Regions from separate parts of the Sus scrofa genome. Here region 2 is linked to region 1. A link is a contact called in public HiChIP or PLAC-seq data. All regions are on one chromosome and are shown on one strand. The core of a region is the stretch at or near the end of the contact, and the rest is flanking DNA. Distances in the headings are between cores, read along the strand shown.

Region 1 (4,874 bases), core at 1,133-3,632:
TCGCATGATGGAGGATAATGTGAGAAAAAAAAATGTATATATGTATGTGTGACTGGGTCGTTTTGCTGTACAGTAGAAAACTGACTGTAATTTTGTAGCTGTAATCAACTATAATGGAAAAAATAAAAATCATTAAAAAGGAAAAAAAAGAAAAACACCAAAATGAACAAGGTTATTGCAGTCTCCTGGCTAACCTATCTAAGAATTCTCTTCCTCTCTTGAATTCCTAGTGAGCAAACAACAAAATCTCTTTGGTGGCACTTTATGCATTCATTATTATAAATAGTCATTTGTAAACTGCCTTATTTCCCTTATCAAACTCCTTGGGGGCAGAAATATGTTTTCACATGGCAGATGATAGGAATTTGTTTCGACTACAAGGTTGTAAGAGTCAAGGGAGATGTTGGGGAAAGTACTTTGTCAGCTGCAAAGCCATTTGCTAAGGTTGGTTGTCATTGGTGATGCCAGCTGTGATCTTCTTTGGGAAGGTCATTCAAGAACCCAGTTCCCCTTGATGTGGACAGGATTAATTTTCCTCACAATTCCTTTTCCTCCATTGCCAGGAAAAGCAGCACAGTGTCAAGCTATGTAAAACGTCTACCTGCTTTCTGCAAATTCCTAAGGAAACGCTTAAAAGTTATTGCTTAAGACAATGACTTTCTTGCTCATCTTGCCCACCCCCATAACTTCAATTTTTCCCCCAACGTTTCATTATAGACTTTTTCAGACTGAAAGGTTTTTAGGTAAATAGACATTCTGATAGGTATGAACTGATCGCTCATTGTGGTTTTGATTGTTTCTCTCTGATGACTAGTGGTGCTGAACATCTTTTCATGTGCCTGTTGGCCATCTCCATTCTATTGCTATTAATTGTCACAAATGAAAAAAATACTTTTCTGGAGGTAAAAACATAATCATTTGCTTCGTGGCAGAAATAGGGACAATAGCTTAATTGGGAAACACTCTAATTTTTCTTCTTTTAAAATATCTTGGATTCAGACTTAGGTAGAGCCTTACTGCAACCTCACTCTTCCCTTATGATTTCAAGGCCAGCCTACATTGGCTGGGTCGTAGGGGGTTTATTTCTCCAAGTCTAGTGGCCCTCATTTAGCATTTTTTTATATTAAAAACATAGAAGATCCAGATGGTTTTTTTCCCCTTATTTTGATGCCTTTTTTGCTGCTGCTAGAGGATTTATGTTCCTGGGCATGTCAACTTTCTGAGGCCTCAGTTTCAATATCTGGAAATAAAACAGTTTATCTGTTGAGGTCCCATCTAAATCTGAAACTCAGGGAGTTCCTATCGTGGCACAGTGGAAACAAATCCGACTAGGAACCATGAGGTTGCAGGTTCGATCCCTGGCCTTGCTCAGTGGGTTAAGGATCCGACGTTGCCATGAGCTGTGGTGTAGATCACAGATCCGGCTCAGATCTGGCGTTGTTGTGGCTGTGGTGTAGACCAGCAGCTGCAGCTCTGATTCGACCCCTAGCCTAGGAACCTACATAAGTCACAGGTGTGGCCCTAAAAAGGCACACGCACATGCACAAAAATCTGAAACCCAGTACTTTTTATGGGAAGAAGAGTTGTGAAGCTCTGAGAAGAAAAAAGAATCTGTATGCTTTGTAGGCATACTATTTCATCAATATTTTTTAGTCCAAAAATAACAAATGTTACTGTAACTTGGTAAATTATTCTAGCTAAAATGTTCTTGGAACAGCTGGTTTCTGTTTAAAGTTTTTTGTACTAGCAAATCATAATTTAAATTATAACACAAAGTCCTTTCCAATGAATGACTGTAAAGGAAAGCTTGCTTGATACAGTCCCCCCTTTTTTTTAATCCTGTTTATACCGCTTGAGAGGGTTTTTTGACAGGATTTGGGATACAATTGTCAGAAATCTGTTTTCCCCAGAGCCACCTATGAGTCACTTCCGCTATTTATGGAACAGCAACTGTGAAGAGTGGGATCATGTTTAGGCTTTTTTTTTTTTTTTTTTTTTTTTTTAACAACACATGATAAATGTCTTTAGGAGTTTATGTAATATATCCCAGAGCCTTTAGTTTGCAAAAGAGAACAGAGTCTAGGAAGCAACTTTTTAGGCTTTATACAGCCTGAAAGTGTGTTCTTGAGTCTTTAGGTCACAGATTGTCAAACTAGTAACTTGAGTAAAGTTTTAACAACCTTTGAAGTAAAGCTGTTTTGTCTTGGAGGGTTGGGATTATGCCTTCTTATTAGGCATAAGATTTCCGCATCTTATTTGCTACCTTGCAAAAGGAACTTTTACTTTGGTTTACTTTTTCTTTGCACATACTTAGGATTCCAGAGCCTTCATCTGGGCAGTGGTATAGCAAGGCACTCCACAAAGAAGCCTCTGTCCCTGTCTCTATCCTCTATGGATTACTCAGTAAGGAGGGGTGGAATTTGGGATGGGGATGTGTTGCATATTGTTTGCTTTTGCTAAACAGCTTCTGTCCTCTTTTCTTTATCCTCTGTTTAAGCAGATTCATGATCTAGTTCAGGCTTCTGCTTTGTTCATCAAGCTCTCGTTGCACCACCTGCCAACCAACAGGCCTAAAAAGTCTTGCACATGTTAGATGGCCTAGCTCCTCTCTTCCAAGGAGAAGGGCCATGAGCTTTGCAGGATGCATGTCCAGAGCGCTTTTCCTTTGAACCTCGTGGACCAGTGCTGAAATACAAGCCTGTGGGGTCATCAGCTGGGCCTTCCCTGCTCCTTTTTCACTGTTGTAACCAGGGAGCTGAAGCCAGGCTTATGAGTGTGTTTCTGGAGTTGAACTCAGGTAGCCAACTTTTCTCCCATCGGAATCTCAAGTCATGAAAATTAAGAATATTTAGAAAAAAATAGGCTTTTCTCTTTCCAAGCAAGAGACGTTGTTAGAAAATTTAAAATATATTACCAAATAATCCTAACACAAACTCTCAGCATTTCTTAAGATTGAGCTTGATAGGAAAACTTGTTGAACATGTTGATTCCATTCATCAAGCAAAAAGTACTTTTTTTCCTCTCTCTGTAGCAAATGATGACTTTGCAGTTATTAATAAGATTTGGATATATTAAAATAGCGGAAGAATAATATCTCTATTGAATTTTTTTAATTTGATGGGTTAAATTCAGTCAAGATTTTATTGAGTAACATTTCCTCAGCGTCATTTTATTAAGAAAGGACAAAATGAGTTGCCTATGGCAACTGAGGAATATACATAAGGAAATTTAATTGTGTTCATTTTAAAATTTTTCTATCATTAAATTAGCTCCAAAAATATAGGCCTAGTTGTTCTCCTTTATATATATAAAAACCTAGAATGGCTCTGAAGTATTTCAGAAATCGGCTTCTCTTTTTCCCGGAAACGTGTATGGTCCAGCTTGTATGTCTTTCGATTACTCTCTGCAAGTCCAGAATCCTCTCCATTACTGTCTCTTAGGTGGAATGCTCTGTCTCTAGGATCATATGTCCTAAATTGGGGGAGTCTATATATTCAAGTCACAGCATGATATGTGGTCTTACTTTCAAAAAAACTTGCAGGTTAGTTTCATTTTCATGGAAATAGTGAATTATACTTACTTTAATACTTTAATAAGCTCTCTCCATAAAAAATTATAGGAATGATTATTTCATCTTATTTCTGTTTGACTCAAAAAGCCACTAAGAGCCAAAAATAAGAGGGAAGTCAAACGAATTACAAAATACTATTTTTTTAAAGAGTAAAGACCCCTCCTTTTAGTCATAAAGTTAACAAACGCTTTAAGCACTCAACACAGAGAACGTCTCTTACGTGTCCATATTCAGAATGGATTGTTTTCCCTTTCACACGTTAAAAGTTCTGAAATGATCCTTAAGGCCTCTCTTTCCATAAGCACTATATGCAAGCAGCATCTGTGGGCAGGAAGGATGATGCGGGAGGTTAGAAACGTTCAACTGCAACATTGATTTGTGTCTGTCTCTCTCTCTCCCTCACTGGCCTTTTTCCCTTTAATGAGGACTAGAATGTTTCCACATCAGTTAACTGCCTTCATAAAGCACCAGAAGGTCACACCAGCCCAGACTGATCCTTTTCTTTGTGCCTATAATATAATTGGCTGATTGTGCCAGTGATGAGCGCGCCCCCTCCCCCAGCCCGGTCCTAGCTCCATGTTTGTAAGCCTCACTGCTGGTTTCCGAGGAGAGCAGCTCAGCTCGCTGCGCGCTTCCCAGCACAGGCAGTGCCACTGCGCAGGTTGATCAGCGAAACAGCATCCATTTTAATCTGCGGGGAGCCCCTGCCTTCCCAGGGCGTTCTCTCCACCAGTGGATGCTCCGCGCTTTCCCTCCGCAGCGTCGCTGAGCAGTCCTGCTTTGGGGTCTGCGCCCTAGGATGCACTGAGATGGTACATCAGGAGAACTGTCCGTATCAGGTAAGATTTAAAGCCTGATTGTGAGGCCGGCATCCTTTGGGAGAGGAGGCCTTCCTCTTCCAAAGCAGCAGGTTGCCTCTTTCCGGATTTTCAAGGGATTTTGCTATCCTCTTCTCCTGGCCTTCATTGCATACAGTATTTGAATTGTAATTAGATTTTCCAGAGAGTAATGGGGCAGAAAACACTGCTTCTTTGGCCTTTAAAGCATATGTGAAATCCACTGGGGTGATCTGTGCTTTTCACATTCTGTATGTCTGTACAAATAAGAGGAACTGCTTTGAACTGTAACTGAATTTAAGGGGCTTCGGAGAAGGAAAATCTGGTCAGAATTTCACATAGATAACACTGAAAAATATGATTTTTGCTCATTGCGTTGGGTGTGAGTTACATCACATCCAGGTTTTAGGATTGTCTTGATGGAAATTATGTAAATAGGAAGTACTTGATGACGATCTGGGAGATTT
Region 2 (4,874 bases), core at 819-3,318, 200 kb after region 1:
GAATTCTGTAGTGTAAATGACATTCCCTGAGGCACAGGATACGTAGTCCAGTTGTTCAGTTCCTTCTGGAAAGAGAGGTGGCCAGGGATGCTCCCTCTCCTTCCTTACCCCCAACTCAGTGCCTCCACCCACCTCAATCAGGCTTCTGCTTCCATAACCAGTTTCAAATCCTTTTCCCAATGTCCCCAAAGGCCCACCAACCCCAGATCCACAGCTCCCTTGGGTAAAGACACCTACTACTCCCTCCTGCCCTCCACGGCCCTCCCGTCCATGGTGTCTGTCCTGGCTCTCTGCCTACCTCTGTGGTGCCCTCCACGTGCCTTCCGCTCTCCTCCACCCTTACCCAACTACTCACACCCCGCCCCCACTCTCCATTCCCAGCCTTCTTTTCACTTCCACAGCCCTGGGAGGGCATGTCAGCAACTTTCAAATCTGACGCCGACCTCCACCTCCAGGACCTCCCTGGCAGACCAAGGAAGCACCCAGGCAGTGTGCTCGGCCATGTTCATCCCCCGACTCCCACTCCTCAGCTGCTGCTGCTATTCACCCGCCACTCAGGCTCGGGATCCCTAAGTAAACACATGGTAAGCTATTAGCATGATTCTCAAATCTTCCCTCCCTGCATGCAACTACTGACAACCAGAAACCAAGGACAGGCAGTAATTACATGGAGGAAAGAAAAGACTGGAAAATAAAGATGAGAACAACACAGCAGCTAGGAGCAAGCAGCTTTTTTTTCTTTTTTTGAGTGTCCACAATGTGCCAGGTTCTGTACCTGTACTTTCTCATTTACACATATTCACTCACTTATATCTACTTGTTTTGCATATTTATATTTTTTATGTACATTTATGTAAGAACTTTACATGGACTTACACATTAACTCTTACTTCCTAATGAGGTAAGCTGAGGTCAGCAAATTTACTTCTGCAACTCCCACCCCACCCCCCAATCCTACTCCACTAATTCCCACCCAGGAGGTCTGAAGCTAAGATTTCAACCTGGGCAGCCTGGCCCCAAATTGCACCCTTAACCATGTTGTTACTTGCAAAGATGTTCCTTGTGACTTCAGCAGTTCAACACCCAGGAGGTGGTGACTGATCGGATGTGGAGGCAGAGGGGGAGCTGGAGGTAGGCTCCTCCATGAGAGGGTGCCTGAGTGGAGGGCAAGGCATGCACTGGGGAGAAGCGGGTGCTGAGAAATCAAGGTGATAAGACACAGCCTTGGTCCGTGCAGTGGTTCTCAACCTTGGTTACATGCTGCTATCACCTAGGGAGCTTTCTAAACACAGCCATGCCGGGAACTCTGCCCTCCCTTAGAGATTCTAATTTAACTGGGCTGGGGTGGGACCTGAACAGCAGTATTTTTTTTAAAGGTCCCCAGATAACTGCAATGTACACCCAGGGTTGAAAACAGCTGGACTAGAATCAACTCATTTTAATCACTCCCCCATTTTTCAAGCTGTACCCCAGATGATTACCACTCCTTCCTCCAAGCCCTTATAAATGCCACCTCTCCCACAAAAAAAAAAAAAAAAAAAAAAAAAAAAAAAAAAAAAAAAGGAAAGAAAAAAGGAGTCCCCTGGCAGCCAAGCAGTTAAGGATTCAGCATTGTCACTGCTGTGGCTCAGGTTTGATCCCCAGGGCAGGAATTCCCAAATGCCATGGGTGTGGCCAAAAAAAAAAAAAAAGATGCCATCCCATTGGCTAGAAATTCCTTCCCGAGACCGAATCTCCAGAGCTCCTAAGTAGCCATCAAGAGCCAGCCCAACCTGTCACTTCTGCCGGCAGTCTCCCTCTACTCCACCATGATCCATCCTCTCCCATTTACGCCACTGCCAAACAGTGGCTGCTTGTTTAGCTGTTGGTCTGTGAGCCCCTGAGGGCTGAGGCCATGTCTCATTACCTTGATTTCCCAGCATCCACCCTTACAGACATGCTCAATGAATGAATGAATGGGTGAATGAATGGATAGTTTGCCCAGCTTTAAAAAAACCAAGGAGTCCCCATCATGGTCCCTCTTTATTCTGCCAGTTCCCTCTGCCAGTCTGGGGCCTCTGCTGGGGTATAATTCTGCAGGGACCAGCCCCAAGTGAGGCACCTTCTGCCCAGATCCCTGGGAGATAGAGCCTGGGGCCATCCCTTCAATTCATCTTCCCTCTGTTTCTGGTCTTAGGACTCCTGATTCTATCTCTGTCTCCCTGCCCTGCAAGTCCCCTCAAGCCCCCAGGACCATCTTTCTGCCTCACAGTACAAATTTGAGAACCAATAAATTATTGGTGAAGAGTGACAAGCCCAAAGCCTCACACACAGTAGTCATTTAATAGGTGGTAGCTATTTTTATTAATAGGTCACATGCATTCCTAAACTCCTGGGACAGGCCAGACCAAGCCTGCGATGACAAGTGCCTTCCCATATTTGTTCAGGTGAGGGCTCTGGCAGCAGGATCCCTACTCCAGGAAGCCAGCACACAAACAATCCTCGACTCTGAGTTTCTCTTTTCCTGTTTTCTCATTCTGATGGGTGCCACCTTCACCACACCCAGCTGTCCTTTATAATGCAACCTAGATGCAGACAAAATCCATAGTCCCCTCCTTGAATCCCTTTCATTCAACTAGAAAAAGTTAAACTTAAAAAAAAAAAAAAAAAAAAAAGAAACCTTTGCTTTAAAAACAAGTAAAAGGGGGAGTTCCGTTATGGCTCAGCAATAACAAACCTGACTGGTACCCATGAGATGCAGATTTGGGTTCGATCCCTGACCATGCTCAGTGGGTTAAGCATCTGGCATTGCTGTGAGCCATGGTGTAGGTCGCAGACGTGGCTCAGATCCCGCGTTGCTGTGGCTGTGGTGTAGGCCAGCGGCTACAGCTCCAATTCAACCCCTAGCCTAGGAACCCCCATATGCCACGAGTGCCTCCACAGGCCCAGCATAATATTTGGGAAACAGAGCCCTGGACACAAACATGTCTGAGCTTAAGTTTTTCAAGAAAATACATGGAATTTTTTGGGGTTACCTGAGTTTTTTTCTCCTGGAGTAACTTTTTTTTCTGTAACAGCTTTATTGAGGTCTAGTTCACCACATACTACACAACCCACTCATTTAAAGTGTACAGCTTTGTATATTCACAGAGATGTACACCCATTACAACAATCAGTTTTACATTTTCATCACCTCCCCAAAAACTCTGTATCTTTCAACTATCACTCCCAACCTGCCCGTTCTGCCCAGGCCTCGATAACCAATCATCTATTTTCTGCTTCAATAGATTTGCCTGTTCTGGACGTTTCATATAAAGGGAATGGCATAGTATGTGAGCTTTGGTAGCTGGCTTTTCTCAATGAGCATGTTTTCAAGGTTCAGCTATGTTGTAGCATGTATCAGCACTTCATTCTTTTTTATGGCTGAATTATATTCCATTATGGTCTCTTTTTTAAATTTTTTTAATTTTTTTTGTCTTTTTAGGGCCGCACTTGTGGCATATGGAGGTTCCCAGGCTAGGGGTCAAATGAGAGCTATAGCTGCCGGTATACACTACAGCCACAGCCACGCCAGATCTGAGCCTCATCTGTGACCTATGCCACAGCTCACCGCAATGCCAAATCCTTACCCAAGAGAGGCCAGGGACTGAACCTGCGTCCCCATGGGTGCTAGTCAGATTCCTTTCCAATGAGCCACGACAGGAACTCCACCATTGTGGTCTTATGTAGTGAATTGTGTCCCCTCCATGATTCGTGTTGAAGTCCTAACCCACTGTACTTAGAATGTGACATTATTTGGAAATAGACTAGTCTTCATGGCAGTAGTTACCTCAAGTAAAATAAGGTCATTAGGATGGGCCCCAATCCAGGATGACTAATGTCCTTACAAAAAGGGGAAATTCAGACACAGAGACCCCTCACAAGGAGAACATTATGTGATCATGAAGATGGCTATTTACAAATCAAGGAAAGAGATCCAGAACTGATCCTTCTCTCATAGGTCCTCAGAAGGGAGACAACACTTTTCTGTTGGTTAAGCCCTCCAGGCTATGGCACTTTGTTATAGATAGCAATCCTAGCAAACTAATATAAACAAGCACACCACATACTGTTTATGCTTTTAAAACTTCATGGACACAGGGGTTTTTCCAAAGTCTAACGATCATGAAAAATGCTGCCGTGGGAGTTCCCGCTGTGGCTCAATGTGTTATGAACCTGGCTAATATCCATGAGGACTCAGGTTCAATCCTTGTCCTCGCTCAGTGGGTTAAAGATCCAGCGTTTCCATGAGTTGTGAAGGTCGCAGACATGACTTGGATCCTGCATTGCTATGGCTGTGGTGTAGGCTGGCAGCTGCGGCTCCAATTCCCGAGCCTAGGAACTTCCATGTGCCATGAGTGTGGCCCTAAAAAGCCAAAAAAAAAAAAAAAAAAAAACCCAAACAAACAAAAAAAAACAAAGCTGCTGTGAACATTTGTGCACAAGTTCTTATGCAGAGATACAATTCCATTTCTCTTGGGTATACACAGAAGAGAAAAATTTCTAGGTCAAATGGTTAAGTATGTTTAACTATTTGAAGACAATCAAATGGTTTCCCCAGGTGGTTGTGCTGATCTACACTCCCAGCAGCAGTGTAGGAGGATTCCAATTTCTCTACATCCTTGGCAACACTTGCTATGATCTTTTTCATCACAGCCATCCTAGTGGGTATGAGGTGGTATCTTGCTGTGGATTTTTGATCTGTATTTCCCTGAAATAATACAGGGCATCTTTCATGTGCTTATTGGCCATATGTACATCTTCCTTGAAAAGTCAATGTTTTAATCTAAAGGTCCTAAGTAATCTGGGCCCTCACCTGTCTCTGTAGACACACTACGGCCCTGTTACCCTTCCCC

What was found. HiChIP or PLAC-seq counts read pairs in DNA pulled down with a chosen protein or histone mark.
Region 2: a contact with region 1 is called in an H3K27ac HiChIP or PLAC-seq map of skeletal muscle. The contact joins two enhancer-like sites. A contact is called at or near these places in 4 of 47 Hi-C or Micro-C datasets (embryonic fibroblasts, liver, skeletal muscle and 1 more) and 1 of 2 datasets of contacts at active chromatin or transcription factors (skeletal muscle).

The regions. Positions count from the first base shown.
Region 1 is chr13:99,570,234-99,575,107 of Sscrofa11.1, forward strand. The region is part of intron 6 of LOC100514494 (schwannomin-interacting protein 1); the gene reads left to right. Among named protein-coding and RNA genes, the nearest start is that of IL12A, 160 kb to the right of the region's middle. Within about 2 kb of position 2,383, at least 7 of the 83 cell types and tissues checked have an H3K27ac peak or open chromatin away from gene starts, as enhancers often do. A contact at or near this core is called in skeletal muscle, where this site is marked.
Region 2 is chr13:99,767,848-99,772,721 of Sscrofa11.1, forward strand. The region is part of intron 3 of LOC100514323 (NACHT, LRR and PYD domains-containing protein 1a-like); the gene reads right to left. Among named protein-coding and RNA genes, the nearest start is that of IL12A, 37 kb to the left of the region's middle. Within about 2 kb of position 2,069, at least 10 of the 83 cell types and tissues checked have an H3K27ac peak or open chromatin away from gene starts, as enhancers often do. A contact at or near this core is called in skeletal muscle, where this site is marked.